Linked DNA regions of Mus musculus: all the other regions are linked to region 3. A link is a contact called in public Hi-C, HiCAR-type, HiChIP or PLAC-seq and promoter capture Hi-C data. All regions are on one chromosome and are shown on one strand. Each heading gives the region's core, a stretch centred on a gene start, on an enhancer-like site or on the middle of the called end of the contact. The rest is flanking DNA. Distances are from core to core; before and after follow the strand shown. Region 1 overlaps Cpq (carboxypeptidase Q). Region 2 holds the start of Sema5a (sema domain, seven thrombospondin repeats (type 1 and type 1-like), transmembrane domain (TM) and short cytoplasmic domain, (semaphorin) 5A). Region 3 holds the start of Sdc2 (syndecan 2). Region 4 has its middle 120 kb from the start of Gm41290. Region 5 has its middle 72 kb from the start of Tspyl5.

What was found. Promoter capture Hi-C pulls out the DNA fragments that hold promoters and counts their contacts. Hi-C and Micro-C count contacts between places; a contact is called where the count stands out from the background. HiCAR-type assays count read pairs that join an accessible place to other places. HiChIP or PLAC-seq counts read pairs in DNA pulled down with a chosen protein or histone mark.
Region 1: a contact with region 3 is called in a promoter capture Hi-C map of cranial neural crest. The contact joins the enhancer-like site here to the promoter of Sdc2 in region 3. A contact is called at or near these places in 9 of 39 promoter capture datasets (the 3T3-L1 cell line, cranial neural crest, frontonasal cranial neural crest and 4 more), 1 of 15 datasets of contacts at CTCF or cohesin (the NIH/3T3 cell line), 1 of 484 Hi-C or Micro-C datasets (cerebral cortex) and 1 of 115 datasets of contacts at active chromatin or transcription factors (fibro-adipogenic progenitors).
Region 2: a contact with region 3 is called in an H3K4me3 HiChIP or PLAC-seq map of stem cell-derived neural progenitor cells, with 4 times the contacts expected there. The contact joins the promoter of Sema5a here to the promoter of Sdc2 in region 3. A contact is called at or near these places in 2 of 484 Hi-C or Micro-C datasets (embryonic stem cells and muscle stem cells) and 2 of 115 datasets of contacts at active chromatin or transcription factors (embryonic stem cells and stem cell-derived neural progenitor cells).
Region 4: a Hi-C map of cortical neurons shows a contact between it and region 3, with 2.2 times the contacts expected there. The contact joins the enhancer-like site here to the promoter of Sdc2 in region 3. A contact is called at or near these places in 8 of 39 promoter capture datasets (the 3T3-L1 cell line, 3T3-L1-derived adipocytes, the C10 cell line and 4 more), 1 of 15 datasets of contacts at CTCF or cohesin (the NIH/3T3 cell line), 4 of 484 Hi-C or Micro-C datasets (adipose-derived mesenchymal stem cells, cortical neurons and forebrain) and 2 of 115 datasets of contacts at active chromatin or transcription factors (fibro-adipogenic progenitors and neural progenitor cells).
Region 5: a contact with region 3 is called in a HiCAR-type map of fibro-adipogenic progenitors, with 4 times the contacts expected there. The contact joins the enhancer-like site here to the promoter of Sdc2 in region 3. A contact is called at or near these places in 7 of 39 promoter capture datasets (the 3T3-L1 cell line, 3T3-L1-derived adipocytes, the C10 cell line and 3 more) and 1 of 115 datasets of contacts at active chromatin or transcription factors (fibro-adipogenic progenitors).

The regions. Positions count from the first base shown.
Region 1 is chr15:33,482,875-33,485,574 of GRCm38.p6, reverse strand. The region is part of intron 6 of Cpq (carboxypeptidase Q); the gene reads right to left. Among named protein-coding and RNA genes, the nearest start is that of 4930592A05Rik, 170 kb to the left of the region's middle. Within about 2 kb of position 1,369, at least 3 of the 459 cell types and tissues checked have an H3K27ac peak or open chromatin away from gene starts, as enhancers often do.
Region 2 is chr15:32,243,381-32,246,080 of GRCm38.p6, reverse strand. Sema5a (sema domain, seven thrombospondin repeats (type 1 and type 1-like), transmembrane domain (TM) and short cytoplasmic domain, (semaphorin) 5A) reads right to left here and starts at 1,268. Exons shown (of 23, transcript NM_009154.2): 1 at 782-1,268. Snhg18 (small nucleolar RNA host gene 18) reads left to right here and starts at 1,419. Exons shown (of 2, transcript NR_038186.1): 1 at 1,419-1,699.
Region 3 is chr15:32,919,355-32,922,054 of GRCm38.p6, reverse strand. It overlaps Sdc2 (syndecan 2), which reads right to left and starts at 1,332. Exons shown (of 5, transcript NM_008304.2): 1 at 750-1,332. The coding sequence starts at 809.
Region 4 is chr15:33,913,656-33,916,355 of GRCm38.p6, reverse strand. No RefSeq gene overlaps it. Among named protein-coding and RNA genes, the nearest start is that of Gm41290, 120 kb to the left of the region's middle. Within about 2 kb of position 1,290, at least 4 of the 459 cell types and tissues checked have an H3K27ac peak or open chromatin away from gene starts, as enhancers often do. A contact at or near this core is called in cortical neurons, where this site is marked.
Region 5 is chr15:33,758,270-33,760,969 of GRCm38.p6, reverse strand. No RefSeq gene overlaps it. Among named protein-coding and RNA genes, the nearest start is that of Tspyl5, 72 kb to the right of the region's middle. Within about 2 kb of position 1,294, at least 13 of the 459 cell types and tissues checked have an H3K27ac peak or open chromatin away from gene starts, as enhancers often do. A contact at or near this core is called in fibro-adipogenic progenitors, where this site is marked.

The sequences.
Region 1 (2,700 bases), core at 120-2,619, 560 kb before region 3:
TTTGATTCCCTCTATGACATACATTGGCCCAGTTCTTCATGTCCCTGGCTTCATATTCATTTCTATCTGCAGCTACAGAAATGTTCCATACAGTGGCTAAGGCCAGCTTTCTCATCCTCTATCCCTCTCAATCCCTTCCTATCTCATTACAGTGTTAGTCTCTACTCATCCCTACCAACTTTACTCCTTCTTCAGGTTCAAAGATTACAACTGTTTTCCTTTGAATCACTTCCTTTAACACAAGGACCTTTTAAGAGAAGAAAAAGACATGGTTTTGTGGTTGATGATGAGAGTGTGCCTCGTATCAGAGTGCTTTCTGGTCAACTTCTCTTGCCCCGTTCTTGGTTGGGAAGCCGACTTCAACTTCTTTAAATGTTTCTAAGATTACTTCTGAGTTTATTTTCTTATGACCAGACATGTCATTTAAAAGAAATTGTATTAGTCAAAGTTATCTACAGGAAGAGAACTGATCAGAATGAATGTCTGTCTGTCTGCCTATCTATCTACCTATAGATAGATACCTATGTGTATAAATATGCATACATATGAATATATAAGGGAAATTATATATGATATATTACATATATTATACATAATGGGAATTTTATTAGAGTGGCTTACAGGCCACTAACTCAGCAATGACTGCCTATGAATGGAAAATCTAAAAATCCAGTGTTTAATCCATGAGGCTGGATATCCCAGCTGGTCTTCATTATACACACACACACACACACACACACACACACACACACACACACACTGGAATCCTAAGGAAGTAAGCTCCAATGCCAATGAAGATAGGGTAAGAGAAAACAGACAAAAAGAGCTTCCTTATTCCATGTCCTTTTTATTATAGGCTGCCATCAGAAGGTGTGGTTCAGATTAAAGGTGGATCTTCCCACTTCAAAAGATTTGGATTGAAGTTTTATCATCTTCTACCTCAAAGATCTGTATTAGAAAGGGGCCTTCCAACACCAAATGATTTTATGAAGAAAAAATACCTCACATGTGTTTCTGATCATTTGGGTTTTAGTTAATTCCAGATGTGGTCAAGTTAACAACAAAGAATAGCCATCAATAATAGTCATAATTTTCTTGTCTTGCAAAGAAAATAGACTAATTTGTACTCAAGAATCAGCCTAGTCCAAAGCCACTCCACATCAACTCATGACTTTTCTTTTTCATGGAAAATTGACAGCACTTGTGCACTTCGTGATTTTGACAACATCCTCATATGCTTTATTTGTTCAAATACCTCTACTACTATTAATAAAGATATGAAATTTAGCTTAAAAGTTACTTTCTGAATGGAAGCCTGGCAGGAGAGCATCAGGGCCCTCAGTTCCCTAAGTGATCTCTGAGCCTTTTGCAACAAGCATACCACAGCCCAATCTAATATGCTGGCCTGTTGTACTTCATTACATTTGTGTTTTCTCCTTTTGCTCCTGTAAAAATTCAAGGTCTCCTGTAAGTAAAGTGCCTAAGGCCACATTAAGAGCCAGAAAATGCTCAAGAGCCGAGAGGAGACAAGGGGCAAAGCTGTGTAGTATCTCTGTTGCATCCCCAGCATAACAGCAGCATGTATGAGAAGCTCAATAAATACTGCAGGGGAAAGGTGAAACTGGGGAAGTTTAGACAGGAGGACACTGTGCTATCTGTGGCTGCTGATGTTAAGTGGGAGGCTAGAGTGATGCCCTACTGAGCTTTCATTATCTTGCAAAAGAAAACCAACTTCTAGTTCCTTGAAATAGATGCTGCTCGAGCTTCTTGTGCCCCTTTCTAATCTTAGGAGCCACTTAGGAGATTCAAAGAGGAGGACTGCAAGTTCAAGGTCAGCTTGGGCAACTGAGTGAGTCCTTGCCTCAGTAAGACTTGAGGGTAGGGCATGGAGAGTTAGTTTAGAGGTTAAAAGCATTGGATGCTCCTCCAGAGGATAAGAATTTAGATACCAGAACCGAAGGACATGCCACAGCTACCTGTGCCTCTAGCTCCAGGAATCTAATTCCCTCATCTGGCTTCTGTGAGTACATCTGCAGAATGTGTGTATGTTCCATCAATACAAACGAGAATACATTTTTAAAAGTTAAAAGAGGGCCGAATATCAAGCTCTGTGTAGAGGTCTTGTCCCATTGACCAGGACCCTAAGCTTAATTCTTAGAAGTGGAAAAAGAAAAACTCAGCAGTGATTTTTTTCCAGGATTCATTTTTTATGGGGATTTATTTTGAGGCTATTTATAATGATGGGTACTAGATAAAATAATTAAAGTCTTCAGGGACATTGTTAAAAGGTGCAGAAACCTTGAATTTTAAAATATTTTTTTTTCCTAAACATTGGTCATCAATTAAAGTGAAAGACAAAATATTAAGTTTTATTTTACTAGATATGTTTATTCAAGGAGAAATATGTGTTTATTTAATATATATTAAGAAAAAGCTGAGGAATGGGAGGCCAAGCATCCCTATTAGCCCTGGGCAGACCTAGTTGTCTTGCTTATCTCAGTATGATTATTAATAGGGGCCCCATTTCTCTTGCAGGGATATCTTAGTTTTAACAGTAAATCATACTGGTGGTCTGTGAAGTGTGTCATTTACAAAGACCTGGATAGCATTGCAGGGGGCCAGAGCTCACCAGAAGACCCTGACGGTTACCTCACATGTGATGAATTCTCAGACCATGTTCCAAAAGCAGATGGAAAGCCT
Region 2 (2,700 bases), core at 19-2,518, 680 kb after region 3:
CCCGCCAAAGCCCGGGGCGGGAGGTGAGGGGTACCGGGACCGGGACCTACCCGCTCTGGGCCCAATTCCAAGGGCGATCGCCGGAGATCACTCCCCTCCAACAGTTCCTCGGAATATCCTGAGCACCGATCTTCTCCTGGCCCCAGACCGTGAACCCGGGTATGAAATGCGTGCGGCTGGGCTGCCCGCAGACGGGGGCTCTGCGATTGGAGCTCATCCTGCTGAAGCCCCAGGCTTCGCCATCCCTGCCTTAGTCTTCCTCAGCAAAACACCCTGGCGGAGTTGTGCCCTGGTCCCACTAACCCCAGATTTTCACGAACACCGCAGAGCCCCTGTGCAGAGAGCAGGAAAATAAATGTCCCCTAGTCCACCGTGCAGGGAGGTAGGCGATTCCGACCACCAATCCCGGTTCCAGATCCCACCAAGCAAGCCTGGCCTAGCGCGGATTACGCACACAGATCTCCACGGGTACCTGAAAGGTGCTGGCCGAGGTGCAGGCTTGCCCACTGACCGGTCGCACACCCGGACCTTCTCAATCCACGCTCGTATCCAGGGAAAGGCTAAGACACAAACTTCCAGCCCGTGCACTATCTCCACTGCGACCGCCCCCGCTTTGATGGTAGTCCTGCACGCGCCTCTGCCAGGTTGTCCCCACCCAGGTGTCTGCAGAGTGACCCTACCAGAGACTTACACCACCCGCAAATGGACCAGTGCCGAGTCCAGTTCACACGTGCAGGGTCTCAGCTATGACACTCAGGGACTCTGCGGGGAGAGAGCTCACCAGATGCCGGGCGCGTTCCTCCTGCTAGTCATCCAGCGCCCCGGGGCCCGGAGCTGCTCCAAGGGTCCTCTTCAGTGTACTACGAGGGAAGTCGAGGCAGCCGCCACCACTGCACCCCGCCACTTCTCCAGAGCTATCCTCCTCTCGCAGCGCGCCAGGCTGGGGACCAGCTAGTCTGCCGGAGTCTCCAGTTGTGCAGCTGAGTGGACAGGCTCGCGCCGAGAGAGGGCGACCGGTGAGGTGGCAAAGTTGGGTACCCTCTGCTTAGTAGCTGCGCGTGGGAACCAAGAACACCCCCAAAAAGGATTGCACGTGCCGGGACGCCCCCGCAGTGGGAAGGTGGGATACAGAGGTCGCCACAAGGCTGGGGCCACCGTCAGCCAAGGGCTGAGGAGCCCACCCGCGGCGGGAGCGCAGCGCGCGCGGGAGTGGGCACAGCGTGAGCAGCCGCTGCTGACGCCGCCTTCCTAGCGAGTAGACCAGCGCTGGGTGAGCGGGCCCAGAGCTCGGGGCGGGGAGCACAGGACCGCCTCGCCTCGCCCCGCCCCCGCCCCGCCCCCTCCGCCGCACCTCCCCTACTCCGCCCCTCCCGCGTGCAAACTGAGCGCCCCACCCACCCCTGACCTTCCCAGGCCCCTCCTCTAGCCCCGCCTCTTCCCGAGATGGGACCCCCAAACACTCCCCAGGGGGCTCTCTACACACCCCAGGAGTTCTATTTGTGCCACCAGAGTGCAAGCTCACCCAACTGGTGACTTTTTTCGAACTCCCTTCCTCGCCTGGAAGAGACCTTCTTTGGCTACCCGCCCCTTGCCCGGTGGCTCCTACGTGGCTACTTTGCAGGATGGGCTGTATAAAGGGCTGGAGGCAGTTCAACCCAAACCAGAGACGTGGCGTCTGCTAGGCCTGCCTAAGCTCCAGGTAAGTGCGTGCCCCCGGCGGATCGCGGGTGGGAAGAAAGTGGAAGTTTAAGATTCAGTTCTTCTGTGTCATCATAAGAAGACTGGGGTGTGCTTTGGGGGTGGTGAGGGGCCCGCCGCGGATTCTTACAGGCGAGCTGGGCCCAGCAAGGCTCTCAGTTCTTGAAAAGGATAGATCAGAGAAATGAATAAATCTGCCATCCAAGGAAATAGAGCAAGAGGTTCCCAAGTAGCCCTAATGGGAATTAGGAGAGGGTTACCTCATGGACAGAAACAGCTGGGCTAATTGGTACTCCGCAAGTATCTTGGGAGTTTACTGAGTGAGCATGGGGGCAAAAAGTTTATCTTGGAACGCAAAGTAAATGCCTTGGGAAGGCAGCTTTATTGACGCGTTGTTCAGTTCTCCTTCTAAGGAAGTGATCAACTCACCAAGTTCTAAACAACATACAAGGTTGTGAAGAGGGGAAATTACAGGATAAAGTCAGAAACCGTGGATCCCTGCCCCTACAGCCATGCTTGGCGATCCTTTTCCCTCAGGATAGGGTAAAGGAACGATGTCTTCAGGTTTTCCTCCCATATCGGGCCTTGTTGGTGGCCTCGGGTGCTTTTGCATAAGGAACCTCATCAATGAGTTTCTTAGCTGCAAGACCTAAGGATGTTCCCATTTGCCACAATCACATCCTGGTATTGGCAGGTTGCAAATGTGCCCTGGTAGGGGATAGGGGCGCCGGTGACAGTTCGGGGCCTCTGTGAGGGTTCCATGATGCTAAACAGGGACCGGGTAATAGCTGGAATGTGTCACCGCTCATCCAGGACCACAGAGATTCAAGAGGAGGTGAATAGAAGCACAAGTTGCCACCAATTTGTTGTGTCTGTCACCTTCAAATGAAAGAATTAGGCGAAACCATTTTTGAAAGAGTCCATTGGAGGCTATGTCAACCCCAGAGTGTGCTGTGTCTACAATTGTGGAGCCTGAAAAGTATGGCCCCAACGCAGATGTCT
Region 3 (2,700 bases), core at 83-2,582:
GAAAAATTCCATCTCTCTCCAACAGCTTTGCTCCACAAGGACCGTTCCTGGAAGATCCCAGAAACCAGAGAGCCCAGGCCTGTTCCCAAAAGCTCCATGAAGCCAGGAGCCTCCAAATAGACCACCGACTGCATCTCCACTTAGTGTGGGCCCCTTGCCACAGCCACAGGGAGCATTAAACAAATGCACTTTTAGAAACTTTCACTCCTGATACTCTCGGTTTCCTTAATATGGACCCTATCTCCCTAAACTTGCCTTCAGTCAAGCTCAAAGCCTGGAGTAGGGGGATGTGTGCAGAGGAACAGATCCTCCCCAAAGTTTCCAACTCACCCCTGGGGTTTGTCCAGTACACAGAGCTTACTGGATCCTTTCCTGGCCCGCAGTGGTGCTCTAGTAACCTGCAACTTTTAGCCCTCTGTCCTTCCTAGACTACACCATAAAATCCCCCAAGGCAGAAAGCTGGAAATGACTTTAAGGACCTGTGGGGTCCCTAACCTCCAAGTCTTGTGCTCCCACCCCCTGAAGACATGGCTTGGGTAACTCCCTGTAGCAGCTCAATTGTGCAAGAGGGAAAAGGAAGAGCCCAGGGGCAAGTGGTTGAAAAGCAAGCTCATTTGTTTCAGTAGAACCTAGGCAGCCCCACGTTCAGGGTTGGCAGATCCCCCAGGTAGCATCCCCCAATTACCCTCTGGCTCTTCTATTTGCCCGGGCACTCTTAACAGTGCACTTCCCCGGCTGGGCCCACTCACCGTCTCTGCGGACACACAGGCCATCAAGCCCAAGGTGAGCAGGATCCACGCGCGCTGCATATTCCCCAGGGATGTGGCTCCTACCCGGATAAAAGGAAGCCCAGAGCAAGCCTAAGAGGGCCTAGAAAAAAAAGAAGCTGAGCCGCCTCCAGGAGAGAGGTTTGGGCTCCGATTCCGAGCTCTAGCTGTCTTCTCTGGCGCCTGCTCTAGCGTTCTCCCTGCGCCCCGGAAACGCGGCGCCTTCTCACTTGTTGGCTTCTGTACTCCCAACCCAGAGTTGCTGCTTCGCGAGGCTGTTTTCTTGGTCTGGTCCTACAGGGCAGCGTTGTGCTTTCACTCGGCGGACTCCGGTGTCTGGGTCGCAATGCTGTCTGATTTGAAGCAAGCAGTCGATGGGTTGAAACCGAGCTGCCGCTCAAGTTTAGGATGCCGAAAGGCGAACGGCGGCGGGGACGCGCGGTCTGAGGGGCTGGAGCTCCAGGAGTATCTGGAGTACAGCACTCTACAGCTAGACTGGTGGCTTGGCTGCAGCGCCCCTCCTTCTACGCGCCGCCTCCTCCTGGGTCCTCCCCCTCGATCTCACCCCACACCCCTCCGTGTCCTCTCCCTGGTCCTGGTCTTGGTCCTGCTCAGCCTCCGCTTCAACCGCCCCTACCTTCCCTCCCTTCTTAGCCTGGCCCTCAAGGTTCCTCCCAGCTACTGGGGGAAAGGAGGTTGCCAGGACTCCATGATAAAACCAGGGAGAAATTCTTACGGGATTACACTGGGATTGGCAGCTCCCAGAGCCAGTGGGAGCCAGCAGCTCCACTCTGTGGCTGTCCTGAGAACCTGCCTCTGCAAACCTTAGTGCTCTTTCATTTTCTCTCTCCTTCTTTCCCCTTCTCAACACCCTCTCCTCTCCCCACCACCCTTCTGTCTCCCTTTCCCTTTCCTTCTCCTTTTCTTCGCTGTAATTTTCTAAAGAAAATTCGATGAAGGTTTAATGGGCATATTGAGCCTTTTCTTACTTGTGAAAATTGGGTCAATAGAAAGATGAGAGTCGAGAAAAATGAGAAAGTTTATACATCCCCTTCAAGTATTCACAGTGCCCATAGGTCTCCAGATAATGAAGATTGCAATTCAAAAACGACAAAAATAATTGTAACAAGTTAGTGTTAAGATTCTCCTTGGAACTTTCCCCCATGACCCACCTCCACCCCCATCCCAACTATAACCCACAACCCACAACCCTCAAAAAGGTAGAAAAACAAAACCCAAAACACAACAACTCCAAAGCACAACTCATTAAAGGCTTACAAACCATTTCTGCTGCTCACAGTTTGTACCCTGCCTCCTGACTCACACACACACAAACACACACACACTGCCCCAGGCATCAGCTAAGTTCGATTTCCATATTTTTACTTTTGGAAAATGTAAAATTGCAACAGATAAGGATGAAAAATTAGAGAGTCTAGATATTAGCAGATGAATTTCAGAGAATGAATGGTTAAGTAGTTTCTGGCTTTAAGAAAATGAGTATGTATTTCCTACATAAAGCAAAAGCATGCGTCATGTAGTTCGGTGCTGTATGGTGCTACAGAACCAGGCAGGCACATACTCTTCTAATGCTCACCGATGTTCTCTTGGATTTAGAAACTGAATGAATTATGGACCCATTTTCTTCTGTAATGTCCATTTATAAAGGGACAGGGACATTTCAGTATTAGCCACTATTTTGTTATCATGTAGGATGAATTAAAAATACATAATAACTATTTTGTAGGTAAATACTACTCCAGACCTCAAGCCACACCATAAAAAGCTCTGTGATTTTCTCACACAAACACATACCCATACACACACACACACACACACGCACACATGCACAAACACACATACACAGAGACAGAGAGACAGAGACAGGCAGAGACAGAGACAGACAGAGAGACAGAGAGAGACAGAGAGAGAG
Region 4 (2,700 bases), core at 41-2,540, 990 kb before region 3:
GTGGCTGGACTACCTCACTGGTATATGAAACAAGGGCGGTCTGTGACTGAAAGATGGCTCACATTTAAAAGCCATTTGTATTTGCATTGCTTTCTGGCCATAGAGATAAGCTTGCAGTGACTCATCCATATTTCACTGTCTAGCACCCCATGTGCAATGCAAATTTCTTTAAGCTTCCTGAGTATATACCAGTTGGGAATGAGTACCTCTGCTCATGCCTCTAGGTGTGTAATGAATAATCTCTATCCCTGTTCATGTTTCTACTAAGTTGTTGCTGAGAGCCTCTGGGCCTTCCTGTTCCCACTTTGCGCTCTTTTGTCAATGTCTATGGTTTGAGAGCAGCAGCCCATTAATACCTGGTAAGTCTCCTAATACTTCCTAAACTGCAAACTGCAACAGTTGCTCTGGTGCCTGTCCCCTCTGCAATCTTTCCTGCACATAAGACTTTATGCTATATGTTTTTTTCTTCCATTCATGCATCTTTTGGTGTGTATATAGCTCATTAACTTCATGCTGGAGACTTTCCCAAATGCATTATTATTTTGCATGAGCCCTGAAAGATGGCTGAGGTCAGAAATCAGACATAGACTCCCCATTAGCCTGTCAGACATGCCCTGCCCAACAGTGAATGCATGGAATGGGTGCAGTTGGTATGATGCCAGGACCTCAGCTTCTCATATTAGCTCCAGACAGTTAGTTGGGGGTTAGGGAGAAGCTAATGTGTTCAAGGTTTGGAGTACATACTTTGGTTTTTTAAGCGGCTTCCTTTTGCCACTCAATGTGTTCTCTTTGACTTGAAGCATTCCCACAACAGTGATCTGGGAGGAATGCACAGCCTCAGGCACTACCTAGACCTGCCAAAGGCCATCTGCTTCTCCTTAAAATCCCAGATGATGCCCACAAAAGCACCACACCTTACAGGACAGGTTGGAGTATAAAGAGTAATGCTGACATTAATTTGATATTGGAGAGTCATGCATGGTTCTATATTCCATGTAAATCCAGCAATGGTTAACAGTGTTTTTTGCTTTCATATATTATTTACATTTAAAGTCAGATTTTATTTTGGAAATTTCAATTTCTATGTTACTCCATACTCTAGCCTGATATTGTGTATTAGTTTAAACTCTCCCTCCTCTCCATTCTTCTTGGGTTAAGAACTTTGATAATAGAAGCAAACTACAGAGCAGACAATTCAAGGAAATCCCAGAAAATGAATTCCTTTTTATCTTCAGGCAGAGCAGCCCCAGTGAATAGAGCACTGTAATAAAACCCTTTTATATGGCTGTCATAGAAAGACAAACCTTTTCCAAAGCAAATGGATTTGAGTATTTTCGAGATATGATAAACAGCCTGACAAAAAGGAGCTGAATTTCTCTTTTAAATGTTCAGTGGGTGGAGGTTTTAACTTGCCTTGTCAGGTAAAAAAAGAATTCATTATGAAAGCCATTCTAGCTGAAACTCCGGAATGAAAACTAGACGGAATCAGAGTGGAAAGGAATGATTTAGAAATGTGGTAAAGGGAGTAGTTTAATGAATAAAGTGTCAACTTTCCATAGGAGCAAAAATAAATCACACAAGGGCTTAACCAGCTTTGTTGTCTTGCATTAGCTGGGTATAGCCAGCACCCTGCACATACTGGGAGGAAACATTAAAGTCTAATTCTCACTAAGATCTGTATAAGTGAGCTGCTGATAATGATGTTAATAATGGCATTTCCTCTAGTTTATGACTTCTCTCTTCCAGCAACTGCTGAGAAGAAAGTCAATGAGGAGAATTTCATGAAAATGGCTGTCATTTTCAGTTTTTCCATTGGCAATTGGCTTTGGAACCTATATATAGTCCACCCATCAAATTAAGTCCTGCTGCAGAGCAGTCTGATTTCTTGATGTCATCCCCCAGCTCTGACTTCCCATGTGTGTTGGATTGCTGGGTCTATCCTAGGCAGGGATCACATGCCAGGTACCTTAAGAGTAGAAACTGTCCTCTTGAAGCTCTAGAGGCTAAAGTCCAAGATCAAGGTCCTGGTAGGAGTGTTCCTTCTGTAAAAAAAAATTTTTTTTTCTTCCAAGACAGGGTTTCTCTGTGCAGCCCTGGCTGTCCTGGAACTTACTCTGTAGACCAGATTGGCCTCAAACTCAGAAATCTGCCTGCCTCTGCCTTCCAAGGGCTGGGATTAAAGGCGTGTGCCACCACTGCCCAGCTCCTTCTATAAATCTTGAGGGGGCAGTCTGTTCTAATCATCCTAGCTCCTCTGCTTTATTGCAGAATTTGTATGCGAATCTTTGTGTGTGTGTGTGTGTGTGTGTGTGCATGTTTGTGTGTACACGTTCACATGGAGGCCAGGGGATAGGATAGTCTTTCTGGTGTTGTCCAGTTTATTTATTTATTTATTTATTTATTTATTTATTTATTTATTTATGTGTGTGAAAGGACAGGGTCTGTCACTGACTTAGAATTTGCCAGCTAGGCTAGATGAGCTGGTCAGCAAATCCCAGGGATCCTCATGTCTACCCCCCTACCGCTGGGATCACAAATGCATACCACCAAAACATAGGCTTTTTAAAGTGGGTTCTAAAGACTGAAATCAGGTCCACTTGCTTGCAAGGGAAGCACTTTACCAGTTAAGTCATCTCCCCAGCCCCTTGGATGCAATGCTACCTTCATCTCTATGTGTCTTTCTTTCCTTGTGCATGATTG
Region 5 (2,700 bases), core at 45-2,544, 840 kb before region 3:
AGAAACCACAAAGAAAAGATCAATCATTTTATTATTTATTTTAAAAAGTAATCAATGAGTTAATTAAATGCATGAATAATCAAATGAATGTGAAGACTGTCAAGAGGCCAACTCTGGTGGTGTGTTCAGTGATCTAAGGAGGAGATGTGGGGCTAGAAATTAATGTAAAGCAGGCATATACATACACCTGTTGAAGGAAGTAAGGCTCCAACACCTTTATTTTTTCTCCCATAGCTTATATTCCTCAACAAAATCTCTCAATCAGTATAAAAATATGTGATTACATTCTATTTTTTCTTTAATAGAATGATTACAATAAGTATACATGAAAAATAGCATGTTCCCCAATACCCTTACATGATTAAACTTTTCACATCTTAGAGTAAAAAAATCCAAATTATCCCTAAGGACTCATATATGTTCATGTTTAAAAAACTTGTTATAGATTAGCAAAGTGTAGGCAAGCAAAGTATTTTTCTCAGCCAGTTATTTTACTGGCAGGCTGAAATTTGTGGTTACAAAAAAAAAATAGGATCAATCGTTTTATTTTTATCTTAAAAAGTAATCTTATAAAAATCTTAAGAAAAATCACCAATGTAAACTTTTATATAAAAATAATCAGTTGTTTCTACTTTAAATCTTCAGGGTGCTTACCTACTCACTAACATTTTTTTTTATTGAATCATATTAGGAAGCTGAGGGTAAAATGGGTACAAAAAATTAATCATCACATTGATCACCAGCCCAGCTTTGGCAATAAAAGCACATCAGCCAGTCTGTCATCATTTTTGTTCCCTGACCTCAAAGAATCCCTTGCTCAACTATCAAGAGTGTGCCTTTCTGGGCTTTAAATTGTTCCCCAAGATTTTCTACATAAAAGCCTCTAACAAAACCATCTTAACTTAACTTTACTAACAATTGGTATCTCTAAGTTCTTCCTGAGGGTTGAATCATTTATCTGTTCCGTAAATAATACTTGCAAAAGGTCAATCACTATTATTGTAAGTGCCAATGGTGCTGCCTCGTGAGGGCCTGAAAGTCCCCTTAGAGCTTTCATACAAGTCATAGATTATGAGAGATGTGATGACCACGAGGACAACAAGCAGAGGGAATCTCCTACAACAGCAGAAAAAAGTCCTCAGGACACTCAGTCCTCTAGGCTCTGCCTTTCCAAGCCACACCCATGCCAGGTGTGCTAACCACTCAACAGCACTGCATGAGTTCTAAAGCTGTTTACCCTCCCCTTGCATGGGCCTGGGAAGAAGACCTTATCTTATTGCGTTATCTGGCACTTTTCCCAGGAGACTCGAGGGAGTAAAAGGAATTCCGGATACAGAGTAAGCAACCATCCCAGATGTTCGTTTGCAGATCCTCATCGCCTGTAACTCAGGCCAAAGGCTCATACTGCTCTGGCCTCAGTATTCTCATGTGCCAAACAGGAGTTATTGTCTTAATTATCTATTGAATTGCTATGAAGATCAATGATATCCTGAATATGAAGTACTTTGTAACTGAGAATGCCAAAATTGTTAGCTGTTAGAAATGTTGGTAGAAACTGGTTTAAAATACTTTCTCTTAATTATTATTAATTATTCATCCAGGAATTTTTTGATGTAACTCCAGTTCATAAAATATGTTTATGACATAAAATTCATGAATAAATTTCACGTAAAATCTATATTTCAACAAATTTTACTTTTAAAATTATCTGTAAAAAACAGTATTTTCACCTGCCCCCAAGAATATAATGCTTTATTTTTCTTGTGTCTCTATCGCCTTGGTAGCATTTTGCAGGTTTACAAATGGAAAACATGTACTTTTTTAGATGTACTTTCAGCAAGTAGGGACATTGTGCTTTTGTTTTTATACTATGTTGTTGCTTAGTTTTGGCTCCGTGAGTTTGTTTTGTAATCATTGAGATGGCAGTAAACATGTTTACTGGCTAAAGGAAACAGAGGCTCTTCAGAGGGATTCTGGTTGTGTATTCAGCTGTGTTAATTCCCAAGGAACCAGGTCTGCATCATGTGAAACACACTAGCAGGCTCTGGCCAGCAGCAATGTTGGCCTCACAAGAAGTAGAAGACAGGAAAGGACAAGATCAGTCTCTTTGGGGCTGCAAATGCTAAGACTCTATCCTACTGTACCTAGACCTTTCAAAACACATCCAAAATACATGATAGACATATGTTTTCTAGCCTTTTTCAAATTGAGTGCAGTGGGAGGGTCATTGGATTACCATGAATGGATTTACCATGTGCCATGACATGAGTTTAGAAAACATAGCTCACGTAGCTCTCAGGATATTGTAATGTCCTTGCTAAATAGCTAGCGTTAGCAGGACTTAGATAAAAATAAGGATCATCTACAGAACTATACCCTGGACCCCACCCCATATCTTTTTCATAACAGTTATATGAAGTAGAAATTTCTGGTTTCTTTGGAGACTCAGTTGTGTCATGTGATCTTTTTCTGGAAACTATCATATGATAGACATGTGGTGTTATTATGGAGGCAGCCTGGAAAAGGGGCATGTGATGTTTTGCTAGAGCAGACACTTGAGAGAACACATGATGTTTGATGAAGATATAAATATAACCCAACAGACAGTGGGTGATGCTGTGTGATATTGGTATGCCTTACCATTCTTTGCTGGTCATTGTCATGGCTTCATAGAGTGAAATGCCACCAAAGAACTTCTTG